Regions from separate parts of the Mus musculus genome. Here regions 1 and 3 are each linked to region 2. The links are chromatin contacts, called in public Hi-C and HiChIP or PLAC-seq maps. All regions are on one chromosome and are shown on one strand. The core of a region is the stretch at or near the end of the contact, and the rest is flanking DNA. Distances in the headings are between cores, read along the strand shown. Region 1 has its middle 38 kb from the start of Gm1667. Region 2 overlaps Arhgef10l (Rho guanine nucleotide exchange factor (GEF) 10-like). Region 3 has its middle 35 kb from the start of Tas1r2.

What was found. Hi-C and Micro-C count contacts between places; a contact is called where the count stands out from the background. HiChIP or PLAC-seq counts read pairs in DNA pulled down with a chosen protein or histone mark.
Region 1: a Hi-C map of the N1E-115 cell line shows a contact between it and region 2, with 5 times the contacts expected there. The contact joins two enhancer-like sites. A contact is called at or near these places in 1 of 39 promoter capture datasets (hippocampal neurons), 5 of 15 datasets of contacts at CTCF or cohesin (embryonic stem cells, hippocampal excitatory neurons, large pre-B cells and 2 more), 131 of 484 Hi-C or Micro-C datasets (the AML12 cell line, B cells, the Ba/F3 cell line and 72 more), 10 of 115 datasets of contacts at active chromatin or transcription factors (astrocytes, bone marrow-derived dendritic cells, differentiating embryonic stem cells and 7 more) and 1 of 9 other capture datasets (embryonic stem cells).
Region 3: a contact with region 2 is called in a FOXA1 HiChIP or PLAC-seq map of pancreatic cancer cells. The contact joins two enhancer-like sites. A contact is called at or near these places in 3 of 484 Hi-C or Micro-C datasets (cerebellum, embryonic fibroblasts and reprogramming fibroblasts), 1 of 115 datasets of contacts at active chromatin or transcription factors (pancreatic cancer cells) and 1 of 9 other capture datasets (embryonic stem cells).

The regions. Positions count from the first base shown.
Region 1 is chr4:139,871,371-139,874,070 of GRCm38.p6, reverse strand. No RefSeq gene overlaps it. Among named protein-coding and RNA genes, the nearest start is that of Gm1667, 38 kb to the left of the region's middle. Within about 2 kb of position 1,265, at least 11 of the 459 cell types and tissues checked have an H3K27ac peak or open chromatin away from gene starts, as enhancers often do. A contact at or near this core is called in the N1E-115 cell line, where this site is marked.
Region 2 is chr4:140,536,327-140,539,026 of GRCm38.p6, reverse strand. It overlaps Arhgef10l (Rho guanine nucleotide exchange factor (GEF) 10-like), which reads left to right. Exons shown (of 29, transcript NM_001290803.1): 26 at 2,110-2,258. Among named protein-coding and RNA genes, the nearest start is that of Gm42335, 67 kb to the left of the region's middle. Within about 2 kb of position 1,361, at least 48 of the 459 cell types and tissues checked have an H3K27ac peak or open chromatin away from gene starts, as enhancers often do. A contact at or near this core is called in the N1E-115 cell line and pancreatic cancer cells, where this site is marked.
Region 3 is chr4:139,686,841-139,689,540 of GRCm38.p6, reverse strand. No RefSeq gene overlaps it. Among named protein-coding and RNA genes, the nearest start is that of Tas1r2, 35 kb to the right of the region's middle. Within about 2 kb of position 1,405, at least 14 of the 459 cell types and tissues checked have an H3K27ac peak or open chromatin away from gene starts, as enhancers often do. A contact at or near this core is called in pancreatic cancer cells, where this site is marked.

The DNA.
Region 1 (2,700 bases), core at 16-2,515, 660 kb after region 2:
CAAAACGAAACAAAGATACCAGGTTAAGGACCCTTCATTAGTCATTTAGTCACTCATTCATTAATTCATTAATTCATTCAACCTCTATTTACTGTAGAGTAGGAAAGCATTTAGTCCCCTGAACCTGGGTTCAGATCCCGCCTCTGCCACCGAGAACATCATGGCTGTCAGCCATCCGTCTAAAGCTCAGCGGTCTCAGCCTGCCCACCTGTAATTAGAGACAAGTTTCCTCTCCTTTGTGGGGGTCGGTCTGAAGAAAAGGAGTCAACCAGACCGGTCATGACACTTGACACCTGCCATAAGGGATGGTCACTTCTGTCAAGATGTCTACAAGCTGCCCGGCTGGATCCTCAGGTACATCAGACATATCAATGACCATAGGACCAAGGGACAAATATCACCAGATAGAAGAGCAGACAGCCTCAGGGAACAGTGGGCTTAAGGACTTGCCCTGGGACCACAGCTGGACTCCAAAGTCCCCATACCTGCTCAGCCAGGTCAAATCATCCACATATCTTATTTCTGTTTCATATATACATATATATATATATATACACATATACACATATACACACCTACACACATACACACATACACACATACACATATACACATATACATATACATATATATAGTATATGTGCGCATATGTATGCACATACATACATATATATAAAATTATGTATCTATTACATATATACATATATTACTTGTGTATATGTACGTACATATATATGCATATACATACATATATGTACACATATAAGCATACACATATACACACATACACACGTTTGCGCACACACACACACACACACACACACACACTTCTTTTGCAATTTTAGGGAGGGATGCAGGCCTGGGTGCACTCCCCATTCCCGGTAGGCTCTGAGTTTTCATCCACTGGCTCACTGGGAAGAATATGTCAGGAAATGGAGGTTTCAGTCAGGAGCACAAACCTCCCTTGTCCAACTGGTAGGTCCCAGAGAGATGCCGAGCCCTCTTCAGCCCAGAGCCTGGGGTCCCACATCAGTATATACAAGGAGACAGAGTCTAGGCCTGCGAGTGTAGAGACGCCAGCCAGCCTTCCCTCCCCTCTGTGGGTTCCCCACTCGCTTCAGATGCCAAGCAACTCCCTGATACAATCAGGAACACGGAGCCTCGGGACTGGCCAAGGTCACAGCCAGACCCTTACTGCAGTCTGCTGGGCCACCATGGTGATCATGAGACCCCAGAAGAGAGGCTCCACAGCCCAGCCACAGCAGAGCCTTGACTCTGCTGCCCTCTGGTGGCTGCTGGCATCAGGTTCCATTTGCAGGTCCCTAGCAGAACCTGGAAGGAGAGTGAGTCTGAGCTCAAGAGGATTAACATGTAGAAAAGGCCACTTTCTCCAGCACAGACTGGAGAGAGGCCACAGGGAAACCCTTAGAGACTGGGCAGTGCAGAGTGGTAAGTATGGAAGAGCCTTGAGCTTAGATACTCGGGCTCTAGCTGGGCCCAACGAGGCTAATTATAAAGGGCCTGTAATCTCTGAGCTTCTCCTCAAGGGGCAAGTCACTTTCTCTTCCCTCAAATCTACCTGCCTGCTCTCATCCTGACCCACAGAACACAGAGCTGCAGCTTTGCACAGGTCCCAAGGCTGTGGGCATCCTCCAGTCTTAGATCGTCTGCCAGTGCCTTGGCCTTCTCAGACAGTCGCACCTCGGCTGCCCTGTTACCCGGTTCCAGTTGCCACAGGTAGGATGCTCCATCAGATACCCTTTGAGCTCAGCCTGAGCTGGGGCTGAGAGGGTGCCAGGCCTCTGGGATGTACCAGCTCCAGCCACTGCCATGTGACCAGTCCTGGCAGAGAAAGGCCGCAGGGCAGAACCCAGTCAGCCAGGCATGTGAGGCCACTGCGATAGAGATCAGTCTGGACCACGAAATTTGGGCTAGCTAATTAGGAGAAACGAGAAACCCAACGTCAGCGGCTGTGTGACCATGGGCCGGTCACTTAGCTTCTCTGAGTGTTTGAATCTGTACAAGGTGGCACACTCAGCGAGAGGAACCATGGAGATTGCATGGGAGATGGATGCTGTGTGCCGTTGTACTGGCTTCTCAGACTGGCTAGGAGCTGATGTGAGCTGAACCACGGGTGGCCAGCGCTGGGAGGCGGGTCTAGGAGGCGGGTCTTGGAGGCGGGTCTTGGAGGCGGGTCTTGGAGGCGGGTCCGCACCGTGCCCCTCCTTCCTTCCTTAGTCCTGTGCAGGTCTCATGTGCTGCCAGGACTCAGTTTTACAAGTGAAGTAACAATTTCAAAACAAACAAACAAAAAAACCCTCCCAAAGCACAGTGTAAGAAACAGTGATGTGGAGAGGGTGGAAGACAGGTGATTTATTAGGTCGCAACAGAGCTGGGATCCAAGTCTTGGGATAGAGAGAGCATGCAATAAGAGCTAATTCATCATCTTCACTATCATTGCCATCTTTATTACCATCTCCATCATCACCTCCTTCATCACTTCTTCAGATAGTGGAGATGATAGTGGATCATCTCCACTATCTCCATCATCCTCATTGCCACCACAAGCCCCATCATCATCTCCACTGTCATTTCTGCCATCACCACCATCATTATCATCACCATCTCCATCATCTCCATCACCATCTCCATCTTCTCCATCATCATCTGCATCATCTTCTCCATCATCTCCATCATCAT
Region 2 (2,700 bases), core at 112-2,611:
GGGTAATTGAACTGACAGTATGTTAGTTATAAGTCAGGGCTAATGACAGTATCTGCCGTGCAGGCTTGTGGGAGTTAAAGAATTCGTTCATGGGCAGAGCGACAGGCACAGACTCGGAGGGGACTCAGTGTTGACCAGTGGCACTTTTTACTGGTGCCCCATGCTGTGTTGGGTCAGCATATACACGCCCTTGGCTCCTTACAGCATTCTGGGGCGGGGTGTGCATGGTCGTCATACCCATTTTAGAGACGAGGAAACAGAGGCTCAAAGAGGTCAAGTCCCTGTGCAAATGGACATGGAAGTTCAGAGCCACAGACTGCTCTGGCCTGGGTAGCTTGCTCTGTATATGTTTACATTCTGAGCTGGAAAGAGTGGTATTGTGTATTGCGGAGGGGGTTCCCAAGTTTTTGTTTTTTTTGTTTTTTTGTTTTTTTGTTTTTCAAGACAGGGTTTCTCTGTGTAGCCTGGCTGTCCTGGAACTCACTCTGTAGACCATGCTGGCCTTGAACTCAGAAATCCACCTGCCTCTGCCTCCTGAGTGCTGGGATTAAAGGTATGCGCCACCACGCCTGGCTCAGTTTTTTTTTTTTAAAGAATTATTTATTTTATGTATGTGAGTACACTGAGGCTGTCTTCAGACACACCAGAAGAGGACATCAGATCCCATTACAGATGGTTGTGTTTGCTGGGAATTGAACTCAGGACCTCTGGAAGAGCAGTCAGTGCTCTTAACCACTGAGCCATCTCTCCAGGCCCCCAGTTTTTAATTTATTAGCTAGGCTGGGATTATAGAAGCAACATTCAGGGGGAGCCTAGAGTTGGAGGACATGCTGAACACATGTGGCCAGAGGACAAGGCGAGGAGTTTGGTGGCTTCCCCGTATAACCTGGTCTCCTACATCTCTGGGGACAGCCGTTCTCACACTTGCCACACGGCAGCGGGCACGGCAGCGGGACAGAGGAGGGCATGCCTGTGGCGAGTGCTTTGTTTTCCTCCTGGGGACCTACAGGAGGATGAGGGGGTTCGGGGCACCCAGCAGCTAATTCTCTCTTTTCTCCTTGGCCCCAGTTACTGTGCCCATTGCTCTAAGGCAGCATTTCTCAACTGTGGGTCACCACCCCTTTGGGGAGTCAAATGACCCTTTTGCAGGGGTCACATACCAGATGTCCTGCATATCTACAATATGACTCATAACAGTAACAAAATTACAGTTATGGAGTAGCAGGGAAGATGGTTTTGTGGCTGGGAAGGTCATTTCAGCATGAGGAACTTTATTAAAGAGGTGCAGCATTAGGAAGGCTGAGTCATAGGGCGTCTTATCCCTGCCCTCCAGGCCTTTCTCTGGGTCTCAGCTCCCCTTAAACCTCCTTCCTGCCCAGCACTCTGACAACCTAGAGCAGCCACTGGGGCGTGGCACGACTTGGGATGAAGGCCCTGTCCAGCCGCTGTGTTTACCAGGCAGTGGTTCTCAGTGAGCTGGGTGTGGTTGGGGTGGGGTGGGGGAGGGACTCTTGGTCTCTAGCATCAGCAATGGGGGCTGCACGCTCTCAGGGCCTCTCCCCTCCCCTCCAGCCCCCCTGTATCTGGTAGCATCTGTGGAGGGAAAAGGTCTCGGGTTTGAAGGAAATCGTCACGCTTTTCAGATGAGTTGTGGTCTTGGCAAAGTCCCTCCCCATCCAGATGGGGACACTAAGACTCTGAGAAGCTTAGGCAGGCGTGTCCTTAGAATCAAGGCCATGCTGGTCACAAGTCCCAGGACTCTGCGATCCTTTGCCTCCTGGCAGGTACTAACGTGGACGTTGCCTCTCCCAGAAGCTCCTGTGTCTGTCCTCCACGTCTAATTTTTTCCCTCAGTGCTTGGCATATCAGCTCATAGCGATTGGCTGTTGTTGTCTCTACCCAGTGCAGTTCCCCAGAGGGCAGAGCCTACACCTGCCCCTGCCTGTTCTCAGCACCAAGTGGGAAGAAGAGACATGCAGGGTGGTCCCGGAGCAATGCGGGGGGAGGGGGGGGACGGATAATGTCAGGCACCCCAGTGAAGTGAGGGTGAAAGACCATGGGGAAGGGTGTATGGGGCCAGCCACTGACCTGTGCCCTTCTTTCCCATAGGTGACATTCCCTGGGACCTGGAGAGCCCTCCCATGTGCATAACTGTGGGCCCAGGGCCGATTCGAACACTGCTGAGCCTGGAAGATGCTGCATGGGCCAGCTGCGGGCCGAGGGTCACTGTACTAGATGCCGCCACTTTGCAAACTCAGGTACCCATACCCAGGCCTCGTCTGTCACTGCTGGGTGGAGACACACCCATCTGTGACCTCTGCCCTTTAAACAGAGGTGTTGAGGCCCCTGGGTCCTGTCTCGTCCAGTTGTAGGCAAAGCTGTGTTGTCTCTGCTGGGATGAGGGCCTGGCTTCACGGGCCCACTAAGCTCATCGGCCCCACCTTGCTACATCCTATGTTCCATCCTTAGTGGCTGGTATGAGCTTCGGTGGCTTCCCAAATGGTATTTTGGTGACATTTGCCATTGTTGATTCGTTTAGGTTATTGATTGATCAGATATGGCGCCAGAGCCAGAGGGGAGCCTGGAAAGGTCCCCAGACAGGCAGGCTCCTCTGGCATGCCCCCACGTGCAGGGTTGTTTTCTCGTCTCCGTTAGGTTCTCCTCCTTGGGCACCTCTAATCTGATGATTGATAGCTCAGG
Region 3 (2,700 bases), core at 156-2,655, 850 kb after region 2:
CTACCATGCGGCATGGCTGGGATTCAAACCCAGGACTTCTGGCTGCGAAGTGAACAGGCTTAAAGTCACTGGTGTGTCTGCTTACAATGGCTCATTTTCTCCCCATTTCCCTGCCCCCAGCTGCTCAGTTTGTGGCTACTCCATTAAGGTCAACCCCAGTTATGGTTGGGGTCACATAGCAAACTTCCTTCCTTGTCTTTCCAGAACTGTCTCTCTGCCTCCGGTAGCTGTGTGACTTTGGAGAAGGCAGTTCCCTCTCTGTTCGCCACCCACTTTCTGCACATGGATATCAGAATGGGAAGCACTGGTGCAGAGGCTGCAAAGTGGATATGTCTTGTTGGAGCTCCATGCCCTCAGCCAGCCATGATGTGGGCCCAGGTGTGAGGCAGGAGCACTGTAACAGGCCCAGGTGGGAGGCAGGTGCACTGTAACAGGCCCAGGTGGCAGGCAGGTGCAGTGTAACAGGCCCAGGTGGGAGGCAGGTGCACTGTAACAGGCCCAGGTGGCAGGCAGGTGCAGTGTAAAAGGCTCAGGTGGGAGGCAGGTGCACTGTAACAGGCCCAGATGGGAGGCAGGTGCAGTGTAACAGGCCCAGGTGGGAGGCAGGTGCAGTGTAAAAGGCCCAGGTGGCAGGCAGGTGCAGTGTAAAAGGCTCAGGTGGGAGGCAGGTGCACTGTAACAGGCCCAGGTGGGAGGCAGGTGTACTGTAACAGGCCCAGGTGGGAAGCAGGTGCACTGTAACAGGCCCAGGTGGGAGGCAGGTGCACTGTAACAGGCCCAGGTGGGAGGCAGGTGCAAACAGGAAGGTGGAAAGGAGAGCAGGTAATCAGGAAATGTCCTGAAATATACCTCATCCCTCGGTGACACATGCCAGCCTCCTACCTCCCAGGTGCCCTCTGAGAGGCTTCCACCTACTTGCTATGGACTGTCCAGAATTACTCTCTGGACTCACCTAAACAGCAGGAAGGAATCAAAAGGCTTAGAGGCCGGGAGGGGCGGGGGGGGGGAGGCCTTGGGTGTTTCTTGGGGTGGAGCCAGTCCAGGGACATACAGAAAGTCCGGTGAGCTGAGGTTAGACCAGGAACTGAGACCTAAGACAGATTTATCTTGTGAAGCCAGGTCATATCTTAGGACGTCCACGCTGAGCCCACTGATCCTGATTGGGAACAGAATCACCCAGAGGCCCCCACCCACCCTTGGCACCTTTCTGAGTACTCGGCCCTTCGTGCCTCCCTCCACAGGCTCATGACATTGTTCTTGGTTAAATACAGACCACGCCTGACCACAGGCCTCTTTGTTTAACTCTCTGTGTGTGAATTCTTTATTCACAGTTCCTTTTAGACCCGTATTTGCTCAAATATTTGGTGACTCAAAGCAGAGGCTGAGAGTTGGGCATCTATTTCCCTAGTGTGGTTGGTAGAGCGCTTGTCCGGCATGCATTCACGGGGCCCTGGGTCCTGCCCCCAGCACTGCATGGGGTGGCTGACGTGCATACTCACAACACTCCAGAGGGAGGCAGAGGCAAGGAGATCACAAGTTCAAGGTCATGGTAAGTTTGGGGCTAGCCTGGGATGCATGAGACCCCCCCCCCCAAGGAAGGAAGGAAGAAAGACAGAGGGTTGGGGAGAGGGAAGAAATGGAAGAAGAAAAAAAGCCCACAGTGGCGGGCAGCTGGGCGTGGCCTGACAGATGGAATCCCTAAACTCTGTCAACGCATGTCATCAATGGTCCTTGTCACAGTCAACTCTTCCTGCAGCAAAGAAAGCACCAAAGGCCCTGCTGTCTCCTGAACCTATATTACCCACAGCAGTGGCCACTGCCGCCGCAAGGCTATCACCACACACTGTAAGTGACAGGCCCCCTTCATCACAACATTGCAACAGCCCTGGGTGTTCCTGGTCTTGTCCATGTGTCCCTCAGAGGACAGGAGGGCATAGGAGGTGGGGTGGGGGAGGGCAGGGAAGATACACCAGAAATGCAAGGTTGCTTCAATTCACATTCTAATGTGCAGAGGAGACAACAAGGAATGCTGGGAAGTTTCTAAAGCAGCTTGGAAAGAGGGAGCTGGAGAAGAAAAGATGTGGTGTTGGAGTAGGTAGCCTTGTGCTAACCCTGGCACCCTCCCTGCCTTGTCGCTGTCCACTGAAGCCACTTCTCTGTGGAGCAGGTGGGAAGACATTCTACCCGCCCTCTTCAGGCACTTCTCATATCCCATGAGCTCGCACCACCCTGGGGACTCTAGGCCAGGAGACACCACAGTTCAGAAAGGCAAGGGTCTGCGCAGGGTCAGTGCAGCCCAATGGTCAGTGCACACAGCCCTGATGGCCTGTCCTGGGCTGTGCACATCCCACGAGTCCCCACTACCGCCCCATCGCCTGTCAGGCTCTGAGAAGCAGCCTTCTCCTGTGTCACAGAGAGGGAAATGAAGGTGTTCAGAAACACATTTTGATTGATGTCATCTAGTTTATAAGAGGAGACCTGGGCTTTCAGCCTTTAGCCTGGACAGAGGTTCTATACTTGAGACAAGCCCTGCCAAGCACTGCAGTGGCAAAGGAGACTGGGGGCAGGAATACACAGAAGGGACAGGCCCGAGGGGCCTTGTACAGGGACTCAGTACAAACTCTCTTCTCTACGTGGCCAAGCTGTCTAGGCTAAAAACTATGCTGCTTTTCATAATGCCTGCTACACGCTGGACATCAT